Linked DNA regions of Gossypium hirsutum: region 1 is linked to region 2. The links are chromatin contacts, called in public Hi-C maps. All regions are on one chromosome and are shown on one strand. The core of a region is the stretch at or near the end of the contact, and the rest is flanking DNA. Distances in the headings are between cores, read along the strand shown.

Region 1 (5,950 bases), core at 1,908-4,407, 300 kb before region 2:
AGAGAGTTCAATCTAACAATTGTCAAGAGGTAAAATGGCCACTAGAATAGCTATAATACCATATTTTGGGCAAGGACAATTTTTCTTTTGGGGATAAACAACTAAGTTGGTCTCTTAGAAATGGAATTATTTTTATTGTGATATGTTCCCTTGCATTGGGTTTTAATTCTATTTTAGTCCCTAAAAGTAAATTTAAGCTTTCTATGCTACAAGTAAGTTAACCGTGTGTTTACAACCAAAAATCTATAACGGATTATAAGCATGAGCAAACATGCATATCTAGTACACAAATATTTTATATGTAATACTTGTGGCTCTGATACCAAATCAACCAGAAGATAGATGATTAGAACCAATAAAACACTTACTTCGTTTACTGATAAAAATTTCAGAGTCTTCACATGATATAATATATTCAACTATAGCCAAAGTTGTTCTAATAAATCGATAATGAAATAAATAAGACCTTGGATAATTTTTGTTTACTAATAAATTACTTTATAGTAAACAATATGTTAAACTTTACTTATAAAGTAGTATTGAGAGACAAGATAATACTAGACATAGCACTGTGGCTGTTGTTGAGGATCATTCATCGCTGAGGAATTATTTGATATCTAATGTAGTTTAGGAACTTCCTACATATTTTCACTCCTCAAAATGATATTTTCTTCTATATAACGAGTTCAAATTTAGTTTAAAAGTGGCCGGAGTGACAATTTGATTCCAATGTTGCGCTTATCCATGCTAGCAATTAATCCCTATGTCTCATCGAAACAACTATTCTATTTAACATATAAAACAGAGGTCTAGATTGTAGTACAACCTGCAAGAGGATAATAGGACCACCCTGCCAGGAAAAGAGCTTCTCCTCCAGCATCAAATCCACAATCTTCGTTACAAAGCGCTGCATCTCCCTCTGGAGAGAAAAACAAGAAAATATGAACACGCAAAAGAAAGATTGAGCTGTTATGGCCACTGATACAAAGTTAAATCTCAATTTCTAGCATCCGATAGATGACTAAAATTTTGAGAAATTCACTTGCCAACCTCCAGAAATCATTATAATCCTACCAATATTTGATCAAGATAGTAAAAAGCACTTTGATATATATATATATATAGTCAAACATAAAAGGAAACTTAAAAAGGATAATTCCATAGTATAATTAGTCAAAGATTAGAAACATGCCCCCACTCAAACACTTCAGACTAAATAAATAAAAGACAAGAAAGAAGAGAGTATGGGTGACCAGCAATTTGATAGATATTAATCTGTTAGCACATGTGTTCACACCCTTCATGAAAACTGAGTTGTGATTAACTGGATATAGAAATTGGTAAAGCTTTGGCAGTCAAATATCATCAGAAAGTGCATATTAAAGTACAACACTAAAGGTGAAAAAATCTAGAAACACAATGAAAGCATCTGCACTTTAAGGCAAAGGCTAAAAAAGCTAAGAAAACCACAGTTTACATGATGAATACATTTGTGACAGACAATCGATGTTTATCATGTGTTTGGAACACATCTTTTGCTATATCCTATTTCAATGGGAACTAGGGGCTGAAAATAACTAAAATGCACAGAAAATCTTTTGATTCGATAAGAAATTTCAATATGCTCTAGTTGTTACATGCGGAAATTAACCTAAAATATTCAACTTAGAGGTATAACAGATTTTTTTTCAAAAAGGAAAACGTTACATATTTCAGAATTATTAGGTGAAACAACATATAGTTTTCTTATCCGCACAAAATCCCATACCTTAAAAGGTTCATTATCTGTTCGAAACTCTATGCCAGGGATATCTCGCAGCCAGACAGGAAAGCCTCTGTAAATAAATACTATTTTGGTTAATATGTATCAACCTCATTCAGAACGAAAATTAAACAGAAAGCAGCAGAAAGCAGAAAATAATTTTATAAGTAATTAGAATGGGAAAACAAAGTCAGACCCGAAATTCCACTCAGCGCAAACATAAGGACCTATACGGAGAAGGAAATAGAGTCCATTGTCTCCCACTAGCTTCACAAACTTGACAAGATCAAACCTTCCTTCAAAATTATACTGAGAAAGCAATTCATACAAAAAAATAAAGATTCTAACTAAACCAAAAGAGTCAAAACTAGTACGAATTCCCAGTAAGTACCAATCTACCATAGATTAGACACAAAAGAGTAATAGCATACCTGCCCTCTGACTGGTTCATGCCCATTCCAAAATGTATAACTTTCAATAACATCTGCTCCACCCTCCTTGCTCTTTGCAATCAGGTCAGGCCACATCTGATGACATTAACAACAATATATGACAACGATGGGAAATTTATATAGGTATTAGAAAAAAAGGAGAGTAAAATGTTCAGCCATGGCTTAATTTCTCATTCGTATATAGCACCGATAAAGACACAATTAATAAATTTCTTTCTTTCTAGAGGAGAGAATCCCACATGCAAACTAAAGCATGCGTAACAGACTTATGCTTATCTAAAAACCAAGCTTTTACACCTAAAATTTCAAATTTTAAAAAACTTGATCTTCCAACTTGAAAAGCAAAACCCAAGTTGGGAAAACATAAGAAATTCAAAAACTGGAAGAAAAAGATAGAAAGAAAATCACTCCATTAAGAGTTGAAAAATGGTTGGAGGAGTCGAAAGGAGAAAAATGGTACCTGAGGAGTAGCACGAGGGTAATGAATTCCACCAGAAATGAGCATACGGCGTTTACCATCGATGATCAGAGCTCTGTGGTCGTACGTAACATTGAATGGTTGGAAGAAATTAGCAGCGGAGACTGAGAATTGGACGAAGAGACACACTAAAAGAAGCTTAGGAATAGCTTTGTTTTCAAAAACCACCATCTTCAATTACTGGGAGATAAAAGGGAATGGATCAATTTGTTGATTGATAAAAAGATCGAAGAAGACAGAAAGTTGAAGAGAAGGAGAGAAGACAAAGAGTGAAGCATGGACGAAGGTGCCACCACTTAGCAACTACCGATCAAATTGTATTTTAAAAGCAAATTTGGTTGTTTGAGGATTAGGACAGTTTTCTACATCGGATTCAGCTTTGTGGATTGGGTCTTTGCAAGGTGTCCACTAAGCTAACGTAAGAAAAGGGATAAGTTTGATATTTTAGCTCCTATTTTTCACTTCAAAAGCTTTTTACGTAAAAAGCTACTTAAATAATAAAAGCACGTGTGGGTATGCCTTTTTTCTTTTTCTTAAAGAATGTGTTTTTTCCCCTTTGTAAGTAAACAAGGTGTGATACAAGCATGAAAGAGAAAAGTTACTAGAGTTAATACATCATCAACCTAAATCTAAAGCTGGAGCAGGAGGATGCCCATTTTTTACTTTGAAAAGAAGACATTATCTCGTTTTTTTCTTTCATCAAAATAAGAGAATTAAAACAAAAAAAACCCTACTAGATGTTCCAATTGAGCCCTGAACAAATAAAACTGGCCAAATAGGCCTTTGATTGATGTTAACTATTAGTATTTAATGGCAAGACTGACATGGTCTTTAATAGATGCCATATCATCATCAAGGATTGACATGGCAGTGCCACATCAGCACCAAATGTTTATGTTGTAGTGCCATCATCTATTATTAACACTTAAGCAAATAAAAAAAGAAAAAAAAAGGTAAACTACAAAATTGTAACGGCTCGATTTGCAGTGGTATTGAAAAGAACGGTTTCGAAACCCCATTTTTGTAAACCAAATCCATAAGGATGAAATATAAATATTAATGAAGTTATCATGAAAATATATTGAAATTTAGTTAAGTAATTTAACCGAGAAAATAGTTAATTAAAGCGTAAGGACTGAATTGTAAAACTTCAATAGCTATTAAATTTTAATTTAGAAAAGGATTGGGGACCTAGATAGCAATTATCCAAAGGACCAAAATGGTTATTTAACCATTTTATCATAGATGATAATGGTGTATCCCATTTAGTTTTAATTTATAATAAAAATACATAAAATGTCTTAATTAATTAATTAATTAATAATGGTTAATTAAGTTAATCAAAGTATAAATATAAGCATACTGGAACGAAAGATGAGAATTCATCATATTTTATGCTATTCATGTTGAGAAAAAAAAAAGAGACAACTCTAAGGTTGAAAAACAAACATTGGGCCATCCAATTCATAAAGTAATTAAGCTAGTTTTCTTTAATTTTTATAGATTTTTTATCATTAGAGCTTGAGTTAGCTGGTCCATGTATCACTTTGTTCTGTTGTTAAGTTTTTAGCAAGTTTTCATTATAGAGAAATTGATGAATTAGACTTGAATTTGATAGTTAATAAACTTAGATCATGATAAAGACTAAATTGTAAAGCTAAATAAGTTTGTTAAATAACTTGGTAGCATTAAAGAAAAAACTGATAAATTGAAAATTATCATGAAATTATGTCATAAACAGAAAGTATAGGGTCCCTAATGAAATAATGTGAAATCGAATTTTGTTCCGATGTTAGATATAAAAAAAATACAAGTAGCTTAGATATAGAGACTAAATTGAATAAAATGAAAAATATATTTGACTATGTATTTGAATGTTAATTAGATGTAAACCGATGTTGTTTCTATTATTGAATTACCAAACGAAGCAAAAAACGACGTCAGACCATAGCGAGAGAAGGGAAAGACGAGAGTCGTATACGAGTGACAAACGTTTCAGTTTGTACTTTTATGATTCGAGATCATTCCATTTATATACATACATATACATGTTTGTTGCATATTAACTATTAAGGTGAGATGTAAATTGGTCTGAGCATAGTAGAAACGAGTATGATATGAATTGCTAAATGACATGTGATATGTTATATGAATTGTTGATGGAAATGGTATGGAATAATGATATGTGAATTGGTTTATGATATGAAATTGAAACATTGGATACTCTATTATTTGTTCAAGCTTTGTCAGATATAGTTGGCATGCCATAATGTCAGTATAACGATTAGAAGTCATCGTTCTCGGGCAACCCGGGATGATAGAGTAATAAATCTATGTATCCGTTCTTATTCTGTGTCGAGTTAATATGGTTTATAAAACATGAATTGGTTATATGATATTTGAAAAAAAAATGTGATTGAAATTGGTATACTTTGTATATATAAGAAATGTGGACGATAGCAAGTGAAAGATTATGCAAACCGGTTTATACAATTCTTGAAGGCCAATATGGAAACAAGACAAATCAATAGATTCTAAACGGATGAGATTATAAAACAAATAGGTGATATGGATTCAAATGAAATATGATTGTGTTCTTGATATTTAAAAGGACGGCATGATATGATTATATTACTTATCAACGTAGATAACATATATAATTGACATATGAGCTATGAACCTATGAAATGGATTGGTTGTGACTAATTATGTTTTAAATTGTATTAGTTCATAATAATGCTAATGTTATTTCACTTGAACCACGGAAGTGCCATTGAGTTTTATCGTTCAGTTTGTTTATTACATGCGTAAGTATAGATGGATCTCAAAGCCCCAAGAGGTGATTCAATATCCAATCTACAACACTTGAATCAACAATGTTTGTAATTTTTTTTATGTCTGAATTTATGGTATGTACTATAACACCCCTAGCTCGTCTCAATCGTTGGGATTGAGCTATAGAATACTACAGTACAAAACAGAACCGTTACAAACCTTTAATGGATAATTCAAATATAAAATATTATCTAACATAATATAAGTCATTCAAAACAAATTTAAACTTTTCTCGAGCTTAATACGAGCTTTTGTGAGCTCTAAAGTTAACTTAAGATCGAACAAGGATCAAATTGCAAAGTTTAAAAAATATAGGGTTGACTTTGTAACGAGATTTTCTCTACATCGTGATGTCACCAAGCAATATGTCACGTCACAACATCAAACCACTTGATGTTGGAACGTCATACATTGTTGGCTGAC
Region 2 (6,480 bases), core at 3,080-5,579:
ATCTTTACTCATTGTAGCTATACTATTAATTGATAAATACACTTATCTTAGTTAAATTTTGAGTTGGTTCACGACACATCAATGAGGGTCGGCACAAAATGTGGAAAGTGTATCAAAACTGATTTTAACTAAGTGATGCAAAGTGGTTGTTCATTTACGTGTGCAATAGTAAGTTCTCTCAATTGTATGTTTATAGTAAACCATTTCTTCGGTTCCAGTTTCAAGTGTCTTAGTGTTGGTACGGGTCTTTTCTTTTCAGGTTTCGGAAAGGAGACAGATTCAATAGGTTGTTTATTCTGTAGGTTCACTTCCTTTCCTAGGGCATAAGTTGTCTTCTCAATTTCTGGATTGAACTTGAGTGTGCATGTGCTTTTAGATCTTCTCATCAAATTAATCAAAACTAGTTAGTTCTAGTCCCCGACAACGACATAAAAAAATTGAAGGGTACTAAATCCATCAATTTTAGTTTCATACACCTAAAAACAGAATAAAATCATAGATATAGAAGTAGAACCGAATTCCAAAGAGACGAGATTAAAAGAATTAAATTCTGTTGTGACCAAGACATAGTCGTGTGCATGACTAAGTAATCTGAGAGAAAATAAATAAAAAGGGGTTTCTTAACATTTAGAAAATAATAAAATTAAATTATAAATGTCAGTAATTTGAAATAATAAAGAATAAACCAATATGTCGAAAATTCCAACCTAAAGTGCGATGCCAACCTCAATGTTGGAGTCAAACACAGATTTCTGATTTATTCTTATTCAATAATAAGCTAGTTATAGCAATCGAAGAATAATTTCAAACCATCAATCTTTCCTTATATTGTAAATTAATTGTGAGAACATTTCAACAATTAACTACTGTTAGTCAAACACCCTAAGAAATGCTCCTAAGATTTAATTCACCAACAACTTTACAAAATAGAAAGAGTCAACTCTAATCAATAAACTCGATTTTGTGGTTCATTTTAATTATATCTCACATTCTCATAGCATAACCCAATTGCTCGACCTTATACTAGCTTGCTTTAATTATTAGAATAGAAAAATAATTATGGATCTAATTATTTTAATTAACTGTTTATTATCACATAATTAAAATAGACCTACTTGGAATGATACAACAGTAAGAGATCGTATGATCTATCTTATGAAATGGAGAATGAATGAATATCAATGAATAAGAAAGAATGAAGAAAATTTTGAATCTTACAATCCTTGTAAAACCGATCTTCTATCTATCATTGTCTAGAAAAATAAAATTACCTGAACATAATTTTAAGAAGAAACTGAAATAAATGAAGGGAAATAGTTTACGTTCAAAATTTTTAGCTATTGGTGAAAACTACCTCCTATAGGAAGAATTTTTAGAAGTGTGCACTCGATCAATTTGTTGGTTCAATTTTTTCATATCTAAAATTTAATAAATCAAATTATTCATGAAAATCGAATAAATTGAATTGAATTAGGGAACAAAACCGAATAAACTAAATTGAAAATTTTTGTTTGGTTCGATTTTGCTAGTTTGTTTTTAGATTTGGTGTTGTTTCTTTTTCTTCAAAATAATATTTTCTAATGTGTATGGTTTCTGATTGATGATTCAATTGTTTGAGATGTGGAATCAATTGGAGTATATGTTTTTAACTATAAAAGCTACATATCAAATACTATGTTTATCTTCAATTATTATGTTTATTTTCATGACTCGTATACCTTATATCTAAATATGTCACATATTTGAAAGTCTTTTGATTTCGGGTGAATAATATTTTTGGATGTTAATCGGATTCGTTTCAAATAATATTAAATTTTGGATTTTTTTTTAATTTTTTAAAAAATATTTTATTTTTTTATTTTTGAATTTTAAAGAGTTTTATTTTTCATTATAATTTTTAAAATTTTTATGTTTTTGTTTAAAACAAGAAGAAAATAATTTTTAATTTTAATTTAAAAAATTTTACGTACTCTTAAAGGGTATGGACCAAATTGACAAAAACTGTAAATGTAAACAAGTTTAAAAATTTTAAAAACCGTTACTTTAACCAATATAAATGGGTTGAATTGGGCTAAAAAATTAGTTGAATTAGCAATTGAACCCATTTTTTTAATTTTATAATTTTTTATTTTAATAATTTATTTGCTTTAAACAGATAGTACCGGTTGTTCTAGAACCAATTGATCAAACCGATTTGAAATCAATTCAACTATCAGTTCAATCAATCCATACTATTTTGTAGGTCAATAGATTTTTTACCTTTTATTGGACCAATACCCCAACCGATTCCCGATCTGACTAGTCGGGCCAGTCCGATTTAGATAACAATGAAATTTGCAATTTTTATTTATATTTCAAAATCATTTTTATTTTTCTAAAATTTAAAGATCTTTTATTATTTTTCATAATTTTTTTTAAAAAAATTAAAATTTTTAAAATAAAATTATAGTTTTTAAAATTTTATGTTTTTTGTTTAAAATATAAAAAAATTATTTTTATAATATTTTAAAAAAAATTTATGTACTTCCAAAGGGTAAGGGTCAAATTGACAAAGAATGTAAATGTTGAGGGCTAAAAAGAATTATTTTTACCTTTTACATTGGTAATTTTGACGACAAAATTAAATTGAGGGACCAAGATTTTTAAATAAGAAAATTTTAGGGACTCGATATCTCAAAATTAAAGTACAGGGACTAAATTTTGAATTTCGAAAGAGCGCAAGCACCTTTCACATATTTAAACCTAATTTAAATAATATTATTAATAATCTTTTACACGTTATTTATTTTATAAATATTGTTTAATTAATTTTTTAATGTTAAAATTGTTAAAATTTGATTTTACTTATAATTTTATAATTTTTTTTATTTTTTAATCAATTAATATAATTAGCTTTTATTATATTTGAAAAAATATAAATTTAGTTTGATAAATGTTATTAATATGTGTTTTTTAAACTATATTTTAAGCTTAACAACTTAATATTTAGTAATTTTAATAGGCTTAATATACCATTTGGTAACAACTTAATATTTAGTAATTTTAATAGGCTTAATATACCATTTGGTACCCAAGTTTGAAACTTTTTTCTAATGTGGTACCTATGTTTTTTTTGGTCCAATTGTGATATCTATATTTGACAAAAAATTATATTTTTTGATACCAAAAAATAACGGTGTTAATGTTTTAGTGTTTAGTTTGCGTTTAGGGTTAATTTGATGAATTTTAATTGTTAATTAGGTTTTGGTTTTTTCATGATTTTGTCAATAGAATAAATCTAGTTTTAATTGTGAATTTTTTTACTTTTGTACTTAATTTGTCAAATACAAATCGACGTATGTGATTTAATTCGAGTTTTAAAGGTGATTAGATAAAAATTAATTGCTAATATTATTAGTTAATTATGAATTTTCATTAAATTAACTATAAAATTTGAATTAAACATAAAAAAGTTAACACCATTAATTCTATGTACCAACATATATAACTTTTGTCAAATATAAGTACCACTTAGAAAAAAACACATATATCACGTTAAAAAAAAAAGAAGACTCAAACTCATACTTTTTCATTTCAACTTGGGTTAAAAAAACCTCATCAAAATTTCCACATCTTTAATTAATAAAATTATTATTTACAAGCTATTCCTCATAAATAATGTTGACGTTTGATTTAAAAGTATTATTTAGGTTGAATTCATACCTTTTTTTTCTAATAACCACACGATAAAGTATTTAATTAGTTTGATTTAAAAGTATTATTTAGGTTAATGAATCATCCCTTAAAAACTAATTATGAAATTGAAAAGCTCACAACGAAATCTATAGTTTTCTATGTGAGATTGAAAAAGCCATATATATTTTTCCTATCCTCCCGTCACCACATTGTGACTTCAATTTCGTTTAAAATGACTTGGACCAATTCAATGTCATAATCATCCTCTTTCTTAATTACTTCAAGCCAAAATTTTGAGATGATAAAATGAATGTGCCAACAATATTATTTGTATTATAATATTTATATTATAATATTTATATTATTTCTATTTTAAGTTGTGTTTTTTTCTTTAATATATATGTATAATATTATTGTTATAATTTTGTGTTATTAATTAGGGCGAATAATCTAGACTTTTGACTAGTAAACCGTGAGGAAAGATATTGAAAACATACTTGCCTCATTCATAAACTAAAACAATAATGGTTTACTTCGATTTTGACCCTATCTATAATAATACAACACCATTAGATGAAGGCAACTTTAATGGTAATCTGAAGTTGCTGTCTATAAATATGGTGCATATCAAATTCTAAATCTAAACACCAAACATGGAGAATCTTGGCATCTTAACTGCACTGTTTTTTCTCTTCTCCTCCTCCACTTCCCTTCACCCATCTTCTCAGACTAATCTCCAAAACCATTGCCTTGATGACCAGAGGTCTGCTCTCCTACAATTGCAGCATCATCTCTACTATGCCCCAAACTTCACTTTTTCTTCCAAACTTGAGCTCTGGGATCCCAACACCCAATGTTGCTCTTGGAAAGGAGTTACATGTGATGCTCTTGGTCATGTCATTGGGATTGATCTCAGTTACCAAAACCTTTCAGGTAGCTTTTACTCCATTTTCAATCTCCACCATCTCCAACGCCTTAATCTTGCTGCAAACAATTTTAATACCACTCTGTTTCAGTATGGGTTTGGCAAACTCCCAAATTTAACTCATCTTGACCTCTCGGCCTCATGTTTTCATGACCAAATTCCGGTAGGGATTTCATACTTAACAAGGTTAGTCTCTCTTAACCTATCCTATCAAGATGATTGCTATTGGAGAAATGATCAAAGTTCTGCTTCATTGAAACTAGAGAAACCGAACTTCAAAACATTGATAAAGAAAATGAGGTCTCTCAGAGAGTTGTATTTGGATGGAGTGAATATTTCAAGTCAAAGTAGTGAATGGTGCGAAACCACATCGCTGTCACTTCCCAAGCTGAGTGTTTTAAGCATGTCCAACTGCGATTTGAATGGGCATTTTCCAGCAGAATTTTTCTTATTGCCCAAAATGCAAAGAATTGATATTTCTGACAACTCTCGTCTCATGGGCCAATTGCCAGAATTTCCAATTAACAACACTTTGGAGGTGTTGTCATTGCAATATACTAATTTCAGTGGTAAATTACCGGAATCAATCAGTAATCTTAAATTGTTGAGAGTTTTAACTCTTTCTAAACTTAGCCTCAACTTTAACTCAATTTCTGGGTCCATTCCACCATCAATCGCAAATCTCAGTAACCTTGTGGAATTGGATCTTAGTGGTAACAATTTCAATGGTTTAATCCCTCCATTTCATAGATCTGGAGTGCCAAATCTTGCATATCTTGATTTGTCTAGGAATCGCCTTTCTGGATCAATACCTTCTTCTTTATTTACTCTTTCAACATTGCAAACCCTCTCTCTTGGATACAACAGCTTTAGTGATTACCAATTAAAGCTCGACATGTTTTTCCAGCTCAACAACTTAAGGTTTCTCGACCTATCCAACATGAGCTTGCTAATTGGAAGCCACAACAAAAGCCTTACTTTTCCCCAATTAGAGGGTCTAGCCCTAAGGTCATGCAACCTTACTGAATTTCCAGAATTCATCAAAAGCCAAAACAAATTAACTTCCCTACATCTTTCTAACAACCGAATCCACGGTCTTGATCCAAATTGGTTGTGGAAGACCACTCTTATATGGGTAGACCTTTCTTCCAATAGGATTGATATTCCAAATCAGATTGCTTTTGATGATGCAATTTCCTCCTTTCCAATGCTGAGATGGTTGCATTTGCAATCCTGTAATATAAGTACATTTCCAGCATTTCTAAAGAGTCAAGAGAGCTTAGAAGATCTTGACCTTTCAAATAACAAAATAAGTGGGGCAGTACCAAATTGGGTGTGGAAGAAAAGTTTGCAGTCTTTGAATCTTTCCAACAACTCTCTCACATCTTTGGACCAATTTTCATCGAACCAAGACTCTTTACGAGCACCTATTTGTAATTTGAGTCAACTTCAGAGTTTTGATGCATCCTTCAACAAATTAAGTGGCTCAATCCCAAGCTGCTTAGGAAATATCAATACTCTCAGCTTTTTATATCTACAGCAAAATAATTTTAGTGGCAGCATACCAGATTTTGGAGGAGCAACCCAACTGTACGCTCTTAAACTAAAAGACAATAAATTGGAAGGGAAGTTGCCGAGGTCATTAGCCAATTGCACAATGCTCTATGCTGTAAACCTTGGAAACAATACTCTGCACGACACATTCCCTTTATGGTTGGGAAAGTTGCCTGGCTTGATGGTTCTACTACGAGCAAACAGGTTTTATGGTCCAATTAAACATTTGGAAAATAATTTTCCAAAATTGGATGTATTAGACATTGCTTCCAATAATTTTTCTGGTCAACTATCGATTGAATTCTTCCAAGCCACTCATAAGCTAA

Evidence for each region. A called contact is a pair of places that touch in the nucleus more often than the background predicts.
Region 1: a contact with region 2 is called in a Hi-C map of leaf, with 1.8 times the contacts expected there. The contact joins the promoter of LOC107914798 here to the promoter of LOC107915442 in region 2. A contact is called at or near these places in 7 of 34 Hi-C or Micro-C datasets (callus, hypocotyl, leaf and 1 more).

The regions. Positions count from the first base shown.
Region 1 is chrD10:27,933,772-27,939,721 of Gossypium_hirsutum_v2.1, reverse strand. It overlaps LOC107914798 (beta-galactosidase 9), which reads right to left and starts at 3,157. Exons shown (of 19, transcript XM_041102295.1): 1 at 2,675-3,157; 2 at 2,194-2,289; 3 at 1,959-2,071; 4 at 1,769-1,835; 5 at 827-919. The coding sequence starts at 2,863.
Region 2 is chrD10:27,630,754-27,637,233 of Gossypium_hirsutum_v2.1, reverse strand. LOC107915442 (receptor-like protein 7) reads left to right here and starts at 4,329. Exons shown (of 3, transcript XM_016844602.2): 1 at 4,329-6,480. The coding sequence starts at 4,329.